Linked DNA regions of Mus musculus: region 1 is linked to region 2. A link is a contact called in public HiChIP or PLAC-seq data. All regions are on one chromosome and are shown on one strand. Each heading gives the region's core, a stretch centred on a gene start, on an enhancer-like site or on the middle of the called end of the contact. The rest is flanking DNA. Distances are from core to core; before and after follow the strand shown.

What was found. HiChIP or PLAC-seq counts read pairs in DNA pulled down with a chosen protein or histone mark.
Region 1: a contact with region 2 is called in an H3K27ac HiChIP or PLAC-seq map of extraembryonic endoderm stem cells. The contact joins two enhancer-like sites. A contact is called at or near these places in 1 of 484 Hi-C or Micro-C datasets (embryonic stem cells) and 2 of 115 datasets of contacts at active chromatin or transcription factors (embryonic stem cells and extraembryonic endoderm stem cells).

What each region holds. Positions count from the first base shown.
Region 1 is chr1:4,737,999-4,744,841 of GRCm38.p6, reverse strand. No RefSeq gene overlaps it. Among named protein-coding and RNA genes, the nearest start is that of Mrpl15, 44 kb to the left of the region's middle. Within about 2 kb of position 5,326, at least 4 of the 459 cell types and tissues checked have an H3K27ac peak or open chromatin away from gene starts, as enhancers often do. A contact at or near this core is called in extraembryonic endoderm stem cells, where this site is marked.
Region 2 is chr1:4,468,310-4,475,208 of GRCm38.p6, reverse strand. No RefSeq gene overlaps it. Among named protein-coding and RNA genes, the nearest start is that of Sox17, 26 kb to the left of the region's middle. Within about 2 kb of position 3,633, at least 9 of the 459 cell types and tissues checked have an H3K27ac peak or open chromatin away from gene starts, as enhancers often do. A contact at or near this core is called in extraembryonic endoderm stem cells, where this site is marked.

The DNA.
Region 1 (6,843 bases), core at 4,077-6,576, 270 kb before region 2:
GAAGGAACTTATACCCTGCATCTCTTAGACGAAACTAAACAGCTTCAAAGAAGTAAGCTAGATATAATTGCACATTGTTGTAGTTTTGGTCATCAATGTAAGCTATCCCACCTAAAACAAAACAAAACAAAACAAAACAAAACAGAATCCATATTTTGTTTGATATCCAGGGCATTTTCTTTAGGTCTGAAGTATTGAGTTGCCATTGGTCAAAGCCATAAGGTTAATAGTTTGCCTTCCCAGAATATCTTATGAAAACCACCACATAGCATACTTTTGGTTCATGAGCTACAGAGGAAGTGAGAGGAGGTATAGTTCCTAGGAGGCTTTCTTGCCTATAAAAATGAAAGGAAAGCAAGCAAGACCTTGCCTTTCCATCTGGTATTGTTCTCTGCATGTGGACCTGTAGCCATCCAATGTCCATGAGATGATAAGTCCAAGGACCAAGTCAGCATAACAAATGGTACAGGATGATGACAGAGAGAACAGGGACGCATGATGACATCATGCTGCTCCAGAACTGCCCAACTTCTAGACTTCTTAATGAGAAAATAAATTAACTTATTTAAATACATAAATTTAAATAAATTTATTTAAATAAATTAATTTGTTGTCATTTAAATCAAATTGAATGTTGACATTTTCTGATATTTTAACTAACAGTATCCTAAATGATACGCAGTGTAAGTAATCAATAGTTGCATGTTATTTATGTGTGTCTTATATCCCCTTTTAAATTCTACCTTCTTGGAAAGATCTTGGAGACCTTTCATTCTTGTTCAGTCTTCCAACACTTGCTTCAGTATCACACACATAGGACATTTTTGTTGTTGTTTTATTTTTTGAGACAGGGTTTTTTCTGTATCTCCCTGGATCTTCTGGAACTTACTCTGTAAACCAGACTGGCCTCAAACTCATGGAGATTTGCGCGCCTCTGCCTCCCAAGTGCTGGAATAATGCTTCTACCTCAGGATGATAACATGAAGGACTGGTGGGGTAGAAAGGCATGGAGATGATGGTGCTTGGCTGGATTATGCCTTCTATTCTGTGTACTCCTCCTGAGGACACTGATTTAGCAGTTAGTACTATCCTTGCCACTTTCTTCAGTTTTTTATACATTTATGTTCAAGGTTGCCAAGTTCTTATCATATCATCTTGGCTTTTGAGTTTACTCAGAGTAAGCAGATTCTAGGTGAAGGAAGCTTACATTTTCTCTCAAATGAAATTGTCCAGAGACAGAAAAGGACTATGTCATTGCTTTTAACAGGAGAGAATTACTTTTCAGGAGGGAATTTAGACTAAGGTTATATAGGGTGGCCTGTTAGCAGGTAAGGACAGATTAATGCAAGGCTGTAGAGATTGGCCAATTTTTTAGCCCCATAGACACATCTCCTGGCTTACAGGGCCATTCCACTCAAAATTGCTAGAGAGTTCTAGCCCTTCTGTGTTGTCTTCCTGGTACCTGTGAGCTAGGCAGTGGCAGTGTGAAGTGATAGGAACCTAGACTTTTGTTCCACTTTTTGCAATAATTTGAATGGTCTAAAACAGACTCTCACTCTTCTAGCACACAGTGCTGTGAAGTTCTGTGTCCTCTCCAGACCTAAGTAGGCTCACTTCTGCCTCCCCATGACCTATATTCAGGTTTTCCTTCAGGCCACTATAAAGTTGTGGAACCTGTTGTGGATAGGAAAATTCAGGTAAGAGGACTATAGTTTTCTATCAAGTGTGAGATAGCAAACTTCTGTTGTCTCACAGGTCTTCACAGCTGGAAGTGCACAGGGAGCTCTTGTGTCAATGGTTCCCAGGTGGCTGTCTCCTCTGCACAGGATAGGCAGATATCTTCAGGAGAGCTTTCATTGGCACACCCTGACTGATTCCATCTCCACATCCAGCAGTCTTTGTCTTTTCTCTCTTTCATGATCCTCTGCTCAGTCTTTCCACTCCAGGGTACCTACCAGTCTGGTGGCTTAGCATAATGCCCCGTGGCCTGCTGGGAAAACCAAGATGGGTAGTGATGGAAGCAGAGTGCCATCCTTGGCTCGTGCATGGAGAGGACACAACACTTTACAGCCCAAAGTGCTGTGAGACCTGGGATGTTACCCACTAAGCCATCTCACTGAGCCTCTGAAAGATTTTTTAATGTTAATTTTGGACATAGTAATAATAGAGTGGAATCATTTGTTTTCATTTTCAATGTGTCTCATTGTTGTTTTCCTTGTAAAAGCTCGAGTCTTAGATATGAAAAGAAGCTTGGAGTTCTGGTGTTGATCCTTTCAGAGGAAGGGACTCCTCAGGCTAGAAACACGCAGTTGGTGACCAAGAAAAGATAGGATTGAACCACCCCTGCTCCGGGGCTCTGACGGTTCTGAGTAAGGCTCACTGTGCTTTTCAGGCCTATCTTCAAACATATGTTGGCTCCTCTATCTGTGAAATTTGGTAATTTCTGTGTCCCTTTTTACTGAGCCTCATGAATTCAAATTACCTATCTAAAAGTTGCCAAATAACATTCTACCATAAAAATAAACTGTTATAAAAACATTATATTAACTATCGCTGAGTCACATCTTGAGCCTTTTTCCAAGATCAAGCACATTAGAGCAAATATTTATAGAAAATGTATTATGTGACAGATATTTTATAGTGTGTGATATATTCATTTAGTTATTTTATAACATTATGTTAATGGTCAAATGATTAATAACTAGTATTGAAATATATACCATATGCAGACAGTGTGCAGCTGAGGGGTTATAGCCTCAACTCTAAATTTATATTTTGAATTTCTTGTCCTTACTATTGACCTTATTTGGAAATATCATCATCATGTAAAGTGAATTATAATTCAATATGATTGGTGTCCTTAGAACAGAGGGCAGTTATATATAGAGAAAGATATACATGACAAGAAGATGCTGTGAAACTAGGAGAAGTTAGGCATGTCCAAGCCAAGGAGAGAGCCCTGAAAACTCTCTTTCCCTTATAGGCACTGGAGACTTTGATCTTGAAATTCTAGCTTCAAGAACTGTGAGAGAATACACATGGTCATCTAGTCTTGGCAATGGCAGTCTCAGCAAATACACTGCTATGCATTTTAATCCTCACAGTAGAATTTACATGTTAAGATTTGGAAAAAGAAAAAAGCTAGAGTGGAACAATTACCTCAACCCAAAATGTGGAACATTCAACAACAAAAAACAACTGATTCAGAAAAACACTGCTGTGAGTTTTAATGCAGAAAAAGCAAGTCAGAGGGACTGGGTGGAGCACACAGGTGACCTAGAGATGGTGGCCAACCACATCACACATTGCAGATTTTATTATCACCATGTTATAATGAAGCCAACTCTGAACAGACTATGAGCGACTATGAACTCTAACAACTAGAAAGCTCAGCTATAAATTAAAATTGAGATGATGTTAAGGAACCATTAATTTTTGGGGGTGTGATAGTATCATAGTGGTCACATTAATATACTACTTTGACAGCAAGGTCAAATGGCACGTTGTCTGGGATCTAGTTGCTTTGGGTCTGTGGCAGGTAGAACATCATATTGGGGAATATGTAGTCTAGCACAGCTGTTTATTTCATGGCAGCTAGGAATCAGAAGTGGGTGGTGACAGTTCACATTCTTGTGACTTTTCAAGGATACAAACCCAGTGGCTTCTCAAAGGTTTCACTTCTTCCAGTTACACCACAGGCTGGGAGGAGACCCCATGATGTACAGGGCCCACCCGGCCGCAGATGCCTTATTCATTCATGTCAGTCATTATGCAATGCCTCTATACAAATTAATACATGTACAACTTGAATATATACCATGTTTGCTAATTAAGTACTTAAAAGTAAGAATCAGGATAACATCCAAAAAGTTTGGCAATGCCACGATAAAAGGGAAAACCTCTATAGCATTCTGTTATTACTATTTTATAGAAGCAATCTGGATCTTAGAAGGTGTTGTAAGTTCCCTGAAAGAGTTGAGCTGTGACCAGCCTGTCTGGCTTCAGAGTGTAGTTTTCCATTAGCATGCTAATATACTAACTTTAAATGGCAAAGTGATAATGTCCTATATCCCTTCTAAAGCCACCCTCTGAGACACACAGCAGCTCTTGAAAGTGGAAGCAGAAGTATAGAGAGGCATGGGCACCCTCTGGAAGGCTAGAACCAAGACTCAAATTCAGGTATATTGGCTTGAAGCTAAAAACCAAAGAAACCCAACAGGTTTCATGGCCAATAGGCATCACATTTAAGAAGAAGGAAGTAGGGATCAACTTCTACATAGGGGTAGTTGTCTCCTCTCAACTCATTTACTCAATGGGCTCCAGATATTCACGGCATAAAGTAGATGGCATGGCCCTGTGTTCTGGGTAGGGGCACCTTATGGTCCAGGGGAAACAAGTATTGGATAAAGAAGTTGGTTAAGTGTAAAAATGCCATAGCAATACTACATGTCCATCTATGTCAGCAGCAGCAACATCACTGTAGAAGGGCAATGGAACTAAGCAGATTTCAGGAGAGTCTGTTTTGGGGGCACTGTTGAGATGGCTCGGCTGTAAAAGAACTTGAAGTTGAGGACCTAGAGAGAACCCAACTTCAGTTCCCAGTTCCTACCGCAGGAAACTCTCAACCTCCGCTCCTTCCCACTCCACGTATTCAAGACCCTCTTCTGGTTTCTGTGGATACTCATGTATATGTCACACAACACACACACACACACACACACACACACACACACACACAGACACACACACACACACACAGAGACAGACAAACACGCACATGAACATGCACACAAATCTATTATATTTTTATTTAGTTTTTTGGCCATGTTGTCAGACATACTCTTATTAGAGTCTAAGACCTTCAGATGAAGGGGGACAGAGGATCCATTGAAACTGTTCCTGGGAGATGCTTGGATTTTCTGAACTTGTTCTTAACATTTGGGTTGTAGATGGAACTCTTTTAGCCCAAACTTCTCAGAAGTAGTCTGCATTGTCCATTAGGGCTGTCCATCTAGCACAATTTAACAGTGATAAATCTCGAAGCCTCTAAGGGTCCTCACAAAGGTGGGTGTGGTGTGCTGATAGCAAGCATGATTAAGTGCTTTCCTGTGTCAAATATAGCTGTAATATGCTACAAGCAGGCATTTGAGCTTTATACAAACTGATCTGGCCACTATCAGCTACTGTGACATTTTATACTAATACTTAAAATAAATCTAGAAACAGGAAAGAAAGTACAGAATGATTGTTTTAAGCAGCTTGTGAGAGCTTATCTTCAAAGTGACAGAGGTTCCATTGTATTTAGAGAAACTGCTCACTTCACTGGCATAAAGGTTAGTGGCCTGGACTTCATGGCTACACTGAGCCAGTTTCCCACATGAGCTCTGAGAGCTGCAGGCAGCTGAGCACTCACTGCTGCCCTGGGGCTCTTTACTCTTGCTTGTGAGAGGACTGTTCCTTGTACCCAGAGGCACCAAACACACTGCCAGAAGCAATTTGGACATTCTCCTTAAACCAAATAAAGCCATCAAGATCTTTTGGTTGAGGACAGGCCATAGGATTGGGATTCCTCCTTTAAGCATGTTGGTCTTTACTTTGTGTGTGCTGTCTTTGCATGTATGCGCTTTGTAGCTCAAAGGGAAAAAAAGATGGATCCTGCTACTTTGAATTTCCTCTTTGCCATAAGAATCCACAGGAAAAGTGTCCCTTGAAATAGAAAGCTGAGGTGTTGATTTTTTGCTTATTTATATTTTTGAGGTAAAGTCTCTTAGGTCACCCATGCTGACTTTGAATTACTTGGCCCAAGGAAGATTACTCCAGCCAAGTAGCTAGAACTAATGATATATGCCGTCTTGCCAAACATCTAACACTTTTATTCATTTTATTATCTGCTTATTTGTTAGTGCTTATGCAGCTTAGGGTGGCCTCAAACTCTCAATTCTCCTATATCACCATGCAGGAGAATTTTTTAAAAGAGACCATAAGGTTTTAAAAGAGATCATAGAATATGCTAGTCCTTTAAATACTTTTTACCTCTGGCAATATTCCAGAGTCACTCTGAGGAACTTTTAAAAAGCACTGTTACCCAGAATCCACTACTTATGTCTAGTGTAACTGTCTGTGATAAGCTAGGTGTGAAGATTTGGACACTGGTAGTGTTTGACACTCTGTTGAATCGAATCTTCCTGGCAACAGTGAAGAGACCATCATTTTTCCTTGTGGTTCACCAACAGGTGGTGTTGAGAGTTGGAAAGCAGGGCTGTGGTGCTTCCTGAAGGTGTGGGAGAAGAGGCAACCTGCACTGGGCTCTCAAGTATTTCCTCATGTCATACATTAGGATTTATTGGTACTCCACTAAAATAAACCTAAGAGCAGATTTAATGCCCAGTGCATCTTTATGTTTGCAATTATGGGTTGGATTTTTTTCTAGTCTTATTTTGTAATTCAAAGAAGTTTTCACCTACAAATATAATAATATGTTTTAAAATTTTTATCTCTGGAAACTCCTCTGGCCTCCGTGGACACCAGGTACACACAAGGTGCACAGAGATACATGCAGGCAAAATGCTCACAAACATAAAAACAAGGCTAGACGCTGATGCTTATGTTCATTCTGTAGAGATAAAACAGGGGTTAAAAATAATGTGGCAAAGACAGCTCAGAGTAGAACAGACGTAATCAGCCCAGTGTCTGAAGAACTTTTTCTGATGGCATTTTTAAAAATGACTAAATTAGTTACTTTTTCAACTCTAATGGTCTCATTTTGTTAGAATAGGTTTTCAAAACCCTTTTCTGTCCAGGATCTAATCTACCCAATACAAGATTATAGAAAGCATATGCCCA
Region 2 (6,899 bases), core at 2,384-4,883:
GTTATCAAGTTGAGGGATGAGATGTGACCGAATTCAGGTCCAAAGAGGGAGTATGACTGGAAGATCCCTGGGCACAACTGTGGTATAGGCTGTACTGTTGAAGCCATGTTGTTTCCCAGTGGAGAATGGTAGAGCACCTGGGAATTAGACGTTAGAAAGTGTAAATGGGAGAGAGGACAGAGACTGAGAGAATCTAGGTCCTAGGTGACAGTATCTGAACCTCTGAATGAAGGGTCCTGGGAGGTAAGTCCCAATTCTGAGTACTCAGCTCCATGAGCAACTTTAGCTAATTCATTTATTGTGCACTATCCCCCCTCCCCTCCAGGTGGGATGCACAGGTCAGTAATCTTAGCACTAGGGGCATTTGAGAGAAGAATTTCCAGGTTCCAGGTCAGTCTGGGCTACCAGTAAGACTCTACCTCAATAAAATAAAATGAAGCAGAAACTGCTAGCACTACCCAACAAAACCCCTTGAATTGGTTTCTTCTTTGAAAGAAAAAGGTAGATAACACAGGACCAGGAGATAAGCAGGCTGGGGATATTCGATTACTCATTGTTCTGGGACTGCCTGCATGAGATACCACAGTCCAGCAATCAGCATTTGCACTCTCTGGAAACTGTTAGAAACTCTGTTTTGGATTCTGGTATAGACCAATGTGTTTCAAATAGGAAAAGGAATTCAGAGAGCTTGATGAAGTGTCCATCCTGACTGAGTAAATCACACTCTTCCAACAAGTTCCTAGACCAATAGCTAGAGGGGTGTAAGCCCTGAGATCTATGACTGACACTGACTTCTTAGGAACTGCTCTTGACCTAGGACAAGTCAAGTCTGGGAGCATACACTGAAGAGTCACTTCAGAAAAGCCTTTCAACTAGACAGTGTTGGGTGATTTCTTAGTTATTGGTCATGTCTTTCTGGCTCTATCTTTGGGCAGTTTGTTGTACTCTTTTGTGGTCATCTTTCTTTTCTCCAAAGTCAGCCCCTCTCTTTCTTTCACTCTTGCCATTGCCTACCCCAACCGCCAGGTCTCACTGCACAGCTTAGGACTGTAGTTACCATGCAGTCCAGGTTGATACCTCTAACATGTCTTTGAGTGCCAGGATTTTAGGCAGGCACTGCCTCCACACTGAGCCTTTCTGTAAAATCTTACTGAACTGGAAAGAGACTATGAAGTATTACGGTTAAGGGTGAACGCTCATTCCCCACCCCATGGAATGTTTGCTCTGACCTCACCATCAACTGCATCATTGTTTAACATCCTAAGAATCTCTTTCTTGTTTGCTTGTCTCTCTCACTAGATTAGAGGCAGGTCCTGCCTGTAACACAATTTAGTAGAATCAGATATAGACTTTCACTACCTTCTATGAGCAAGTGATTCTCAAATGAGGCTGCACAGTGGAATTAATGAAAGGTTTTTTTTAATGCTTCTGGAGGTTTGAAAAACTAAATAGGAATCTACAATTTTAAAAACTTCCTAAGTATATATTCATGTAAGAGTTTGATTACAATTACCCTACACGGGAGATGGTACTCATCCCAGAAGCTCTGTAGCAATTGTGGGATACCTTCCTTGAATTGTTGGCTAGGAGTATTATCCCCACAAATAAACAAACAAACAAAGAAAAGCTCCTGGTTGCAAACAAGAACTTGATAAAATCGTATTGCTGAAGACACCACACAGTTTGGTCACAGGACATATGGAAAGCAAGTTGGAACTCACCAGGAGGCTGGCTAACTCTCCCTGCTGGCTATCATAGTACCAAAGATGCTATGCAGAATGTTGTACTGCAGAGGAGCCCCCAACAGTCTTATCTAGCTATGAAACCTGGGAACTGCAATAATGACCAATGTCGCAAGATAAGGGTGTAGGCGTGATAGTGCTACAACTGTTATGGGGAGGTGTTGTGATTGAGCTTAAGGATTGCACCACAGGAGCAAATATATGTCTGGTGCTGTAAATATGGCCAAGAACCTATGCTTGGAGAGCTCACAGATCACAACAGTTAACCTACTACTGTTATTTTGTTAAAAGGACGTAGCATTAAGCTATCCTCTAAACTCATATGTTGTACCCATGGATGGATGTAGTTCTCAGACCTCATCAGAGATTTTTTTTTTTTTTTTGGTGGGAGAGGGAGGTGGTCTGGAGAGGGACAGTAGATAATGTAGACACTCACAACTGGTCAAAGAGCAGAGAATAAATGACTAAGGAGTGTTCTGCCACAAATGGGAAATTTATATCACAACCCTTTCCGAGGCTCAAGGATTATCTGCAAGAGAAGGAGCAAAGATTTAAGAGACAAAGGTCAGAGAAGACCAGAGCAAAACTTTGTGTATTACAGGACTACTGCACTAGTGAACACAACTAGTGGTTGTGTGCATAAGACGACCAGTCAACATTTCAGCAAGGTGTGAGAGGGATTCATATTATAGACACTTTATGGCTTCTCGGGGAAGGATAGTGAGTTTTCTTTAACAGCGGGCTACAGATAGGTCTACACTGATGTTCCAGTATCCCCATACCCAAGAGTATATGGGCAGTCAGAATTGTAGCTGATGATTTATTAAATAAAAGTAAATAAGTAAGAAAAAGGGTCTGGAGAGATTGCTCAATGGCTAAGAATACTTGTTCATGAAGAGGACCTGGGTTGACTTGGTTCCAGCACTCAAATGCTGTTCATAATTTCACTTCCAGGGGATCTGATGTTTTCTTCTGGCCACCATGGGCACAAGGCATGCACACATGTAGTGCACACACACACACAAGTACTATGAGAAGAAAATCTACTCAGAGTGTTTAAAGTGGGAAAAGGCAGTATTTCTTAGGATCAAGGGAAACATCACACATCACTGTGGACATCTGGGCCTGGATTCATTTTAGGTTAGAATAAAAGAGCTAGAATTCAGGAGAGTCTCCAGGCTAATCCAGAAGAGTCTCTTATCAACCAAGCTGTGGATGGCGGACTTGCAGATGAGTCCTAGTAGCAATGTGTTGTTTCAGGGGATTTCCTGCTAATTGTACCTGAAGACTAGGAACAAGGTTTTAGAAACATAAAATCTTCGCGCATAGTTAACTCACTAAGGATACCTTGAGACAAAGTTCCAGTTACTGACCTTAATATTCTATTTAGCATGTTAAAGACTCCCGCTCAGACTTTGCCCTGCCCCCATACCTAAAAACTTTATTTTACATAAGTACTCGGGCAACACCCAGTGTCCAAAGGCTCACTATCTGACCTGTGGTTTACTGAAAGACCTGAAGATGGCTAGCTTTCTCAGAATTTTCCTGAGGTTTGAGAAGGAGCTGAACAAGGAAGCATGCATGCTGAAGTCTCCTCGAGGCCTAGCAAGATGTACCCTCTACTCCGAGAGAGACAGTGCCACCCTGCCAAAGATCTGAGGGACCCACACTGAGCACACACACAGACTCCAATCCCCTGAGTCGCAAGACTTGGAATGATGGAAGCAGCAGGGTCTCTTGGCTCAGAAGACTACCTCTTCCTAAGTGGGACCCAGGTTCAGAGGCCATCACTCTAGGAGTGGGAAAAGAGAAGGCACCTTCCTCTCTTGCTGCAGCGTGGGGGCGGCTATGGAACTGTGGATCTAAGGCTGATGAACTCCAGAGCTCTGCCAGGGGTGGGGGCCTAAGATGCAGGTATTTATAGCCAGGCCTACACGCCCTCTGTTACTCACAAGGGTTGGCCCAGCTTGAAAGCATGAACAATCTCTTCCGGGCACTCCCTGTGTCCACTTCCTTCGGATCACAGGGCCCCCTCCTCTGGCTGACCCGTGGGGTCAGCGTCCTTTCTAGCTGATCCACTCCTATTTCTCCCTGAGACTGGAAGCTGTGTTTTGGCAACTGGGGCTCCAGGAAGGAGAAGTGTTTCATTTGTGTTCCCCCCACCTCCCACTCCCATCAGGGTCCTAGAATATTACAGTTTTGAAAACAGAAAGATTAGTGTGACTACGAGCTGTGGGAGGAAACCTTCTGGGAAAGGTTTGGAAATGTCATCTATGAAAACAGGCAAAGGAACACTGAAAATAGAGAGACTCTTTGGATGCCTCAGGGAGAGCTACCACGTGCCTCCCTTGGGAAAATTAGGCAAGTAGCATCTTTGGGCTGGTCATGGGCTCTGGAGGCACATGGTTCTGGGTTCACATTGTAGAGCGGTTACTTGGCTGGCTGGCTTGGGTCAAGCTCTCAGCTACTTAGAACATCTGTCTTTAGAAAGCAGACAGTAACTGTAGGCAGAGCTGCTGTATGGATGAACATGGTTTTCTTAGTGTTTGGGCAGTGGTATTAGGAGGTCTGTGTATCTGTGTTCCTTGGACTTGATATTTCCATAGGTCAGAGCTGCTGGACTGGGAAGGCACGGCAGGGTGTGGCACCGTCTCACTCAGCAGGCTCTGTCCCCAACTAAGCAACAGGAACTGATTTACTGAATAAGTAATAGAAGTGAAAGGTTATTATTTTACTCCAAGTAGGCTTTAGCTACACTTTCTTAAACCTCCCAGGCTAGAGATCTTGGGGAGATTTTATTACTTTCTAGTTATGTTTACATGTTAAGAACACAACTATTTTGAAAACGAAGAATTTCAAGAATCAGCTTAGAGAGAAGTCTCAATCCTATTTTAAGTTTTATCCCTTCTGTTTACTCCTTTGAGGCTTATGTGGGGATTCTGTTTCCTATTTACTGAGGATGGACAGACATGGTTCCCTGATAGCAGATATCACCCCCCCCCCACCATGGTTGTGGGTAAGGTGTTGAGTGTTGGAGGGGCCCAGGAAGGAAGAAGAAGCACATGTTACTTTCTCTTACCAGCCTTCTTTGTTCTATTAGTTCTGCCTGGTGCTGCTATGCAGAGCTCACTTACTGACTAAATATGACATGGCTGATGAGCCATAAGGCTAGTTCTACTTTGTTGCAGTGGGAAATGTTGTTGGTGTCCCATATCTGGACTGGGTGTAGCCCACAGCCTCTGTGCTGAAGTACCATCACCTAGAAGGCTGGGTTTTCTTCTCCTGGCCCAGCAGCCAGATGGCCAACATCTGGCCACTTTGCATAGTGTCCTGGTGACCCCAGGGAAGCCAATGCCCTGGAGCCAATGAAACTCTACCTGATGTCTCAGACTTCACCATGCTGCACACTCTTGAATTCTTTGTTGCTTTTACTTTCTTAAGAATTTTTCATTATAGTTATTGTACTGGCTAGTTTTGTGTCAACTTGACACAGCTGGAGTTACCACAGAGAAAGGAGCTTCAGTTGAGGAAATGCCTCCATGAGATACAACTGTAAGGCATTTTCTCAATTAGTGATCAAGGGGGAAGGGCCTCTTGTGGGTGGGACCATCTCTGGGCTGGCTGTCTTGGATTCTATAAGAGAGCAGGCTGAGCAAGCCAGAGAGGCAAGCTAGTAAGGAACATCCCTCCATGGCCTCTGCATCAGCTCCTGCTTTCTGACCTGCTTGAGTTCCAGTCTTGGCTTCACTTGGTGATGAACAGCAGTATGGAAGTGTAAGCTGAATAAACCCTTTCCTCCGTGACAGCTTCTTGGTCATGATGTTTGTGCAGGAATAGAAACCCTGTCTAAGACAGTTATATTTTTATATTTTGCCTGCATGCCTATATGTGCATCATATGTATGCAGAGCTCTTAGAAGCTGGAAGAAGGTATGAGGTACGCTGGAGGAGGAGCTGCAGAGACAGGCAGTTGTGAACTACCTGAGGACTCAGCTATACCACTCCTGGGTCGATGCTCAGCAATATTTAATAACCCATTTTACAGGTTCATCCCATCCTTTACAGTATGTGCCGTGGGAGCATGTGAAGGCTGACAGCATGGATCTTTCAGCAGCATTTCAAATTTACACATTTTCACAAGGTTTATTTAGGTTTCTGTTTCAGTTTGCTTTATTTTTGATGTGGCTTTGATAAAAAAGGGTGCTTGTGTGTGTGTGTGTGTGCGCGCGCGTGCATGTGTGTAAGGCCAGCTCCACAGTTGGCTTTCCCTGATACTTGGTGAAGGTTGGTGTCTGGCATTCACTATGGTCTCCGTGATATCCCAGTGATGATGAAGATGGCCTTATTCTTTCTGGGCAACTGTTAAAGTCTTAACTGTCTGCGAGACTTCTTCTGACACTAGCCCCATCATAACTTCCAAGGAGTCAGGATGACAACCTTCCCATGCTGACTCCACTGGCACTGAGTGAAGCCTAGTCATGCTGGAGAGGACAGCTATATCTTCTCACTTGGCCATTTTGACCCTATGGAAGGGTTACAGTCTTCACATGGAAGAGCTTGAATTCCTTCTTTGTGAAGTTGGGGTTAGGCCAGGTTTGTATTCTGTTATGGTTGACTGTTTGAAGTTGTCTTAGTCAGGGTTTCTATTCCTGCACCAACATCATGACCAAGAAGCAAGTTGGGGAGGAAAGGGTTTATTCAGCTTATGTTTTCCACATTGCTGTTCATCACTGAACGAAGTCAGGACTGGAACTCAAGCAGGTCAGGAAGCAGGAGCTGATGCAGAGGCTATAGAGGGATGTTCTTTACTGGCTTGCTTCCCCTGGCTTGCTCAGCCTGCTCTCTTATAGAACCGAGACTGCCAGCCCAGAGATAGTCCCACCCATAAGGGGCCTTTCCCCCTTGATCACTAAATGAGGAAATGCCTTACAGCTGGATCTGATGGAGGCATTTCCTCAACTGAAGCTCCTTTCTCTGTGATAACTCCAGCTGTGTCAAATTGACACAAAACTAGCCAGTACAGAAGTCGTCTGCCTTGCTAGACTACCCCTATCATTGTCCATGGGTGAGAAAAATCAGACATCGTTTGCCATTCTAATTTTGCTCTGTGCATCTTGACATTTCTATGTTGCTGGAGTCCCTGTTCTAACATCTGAGG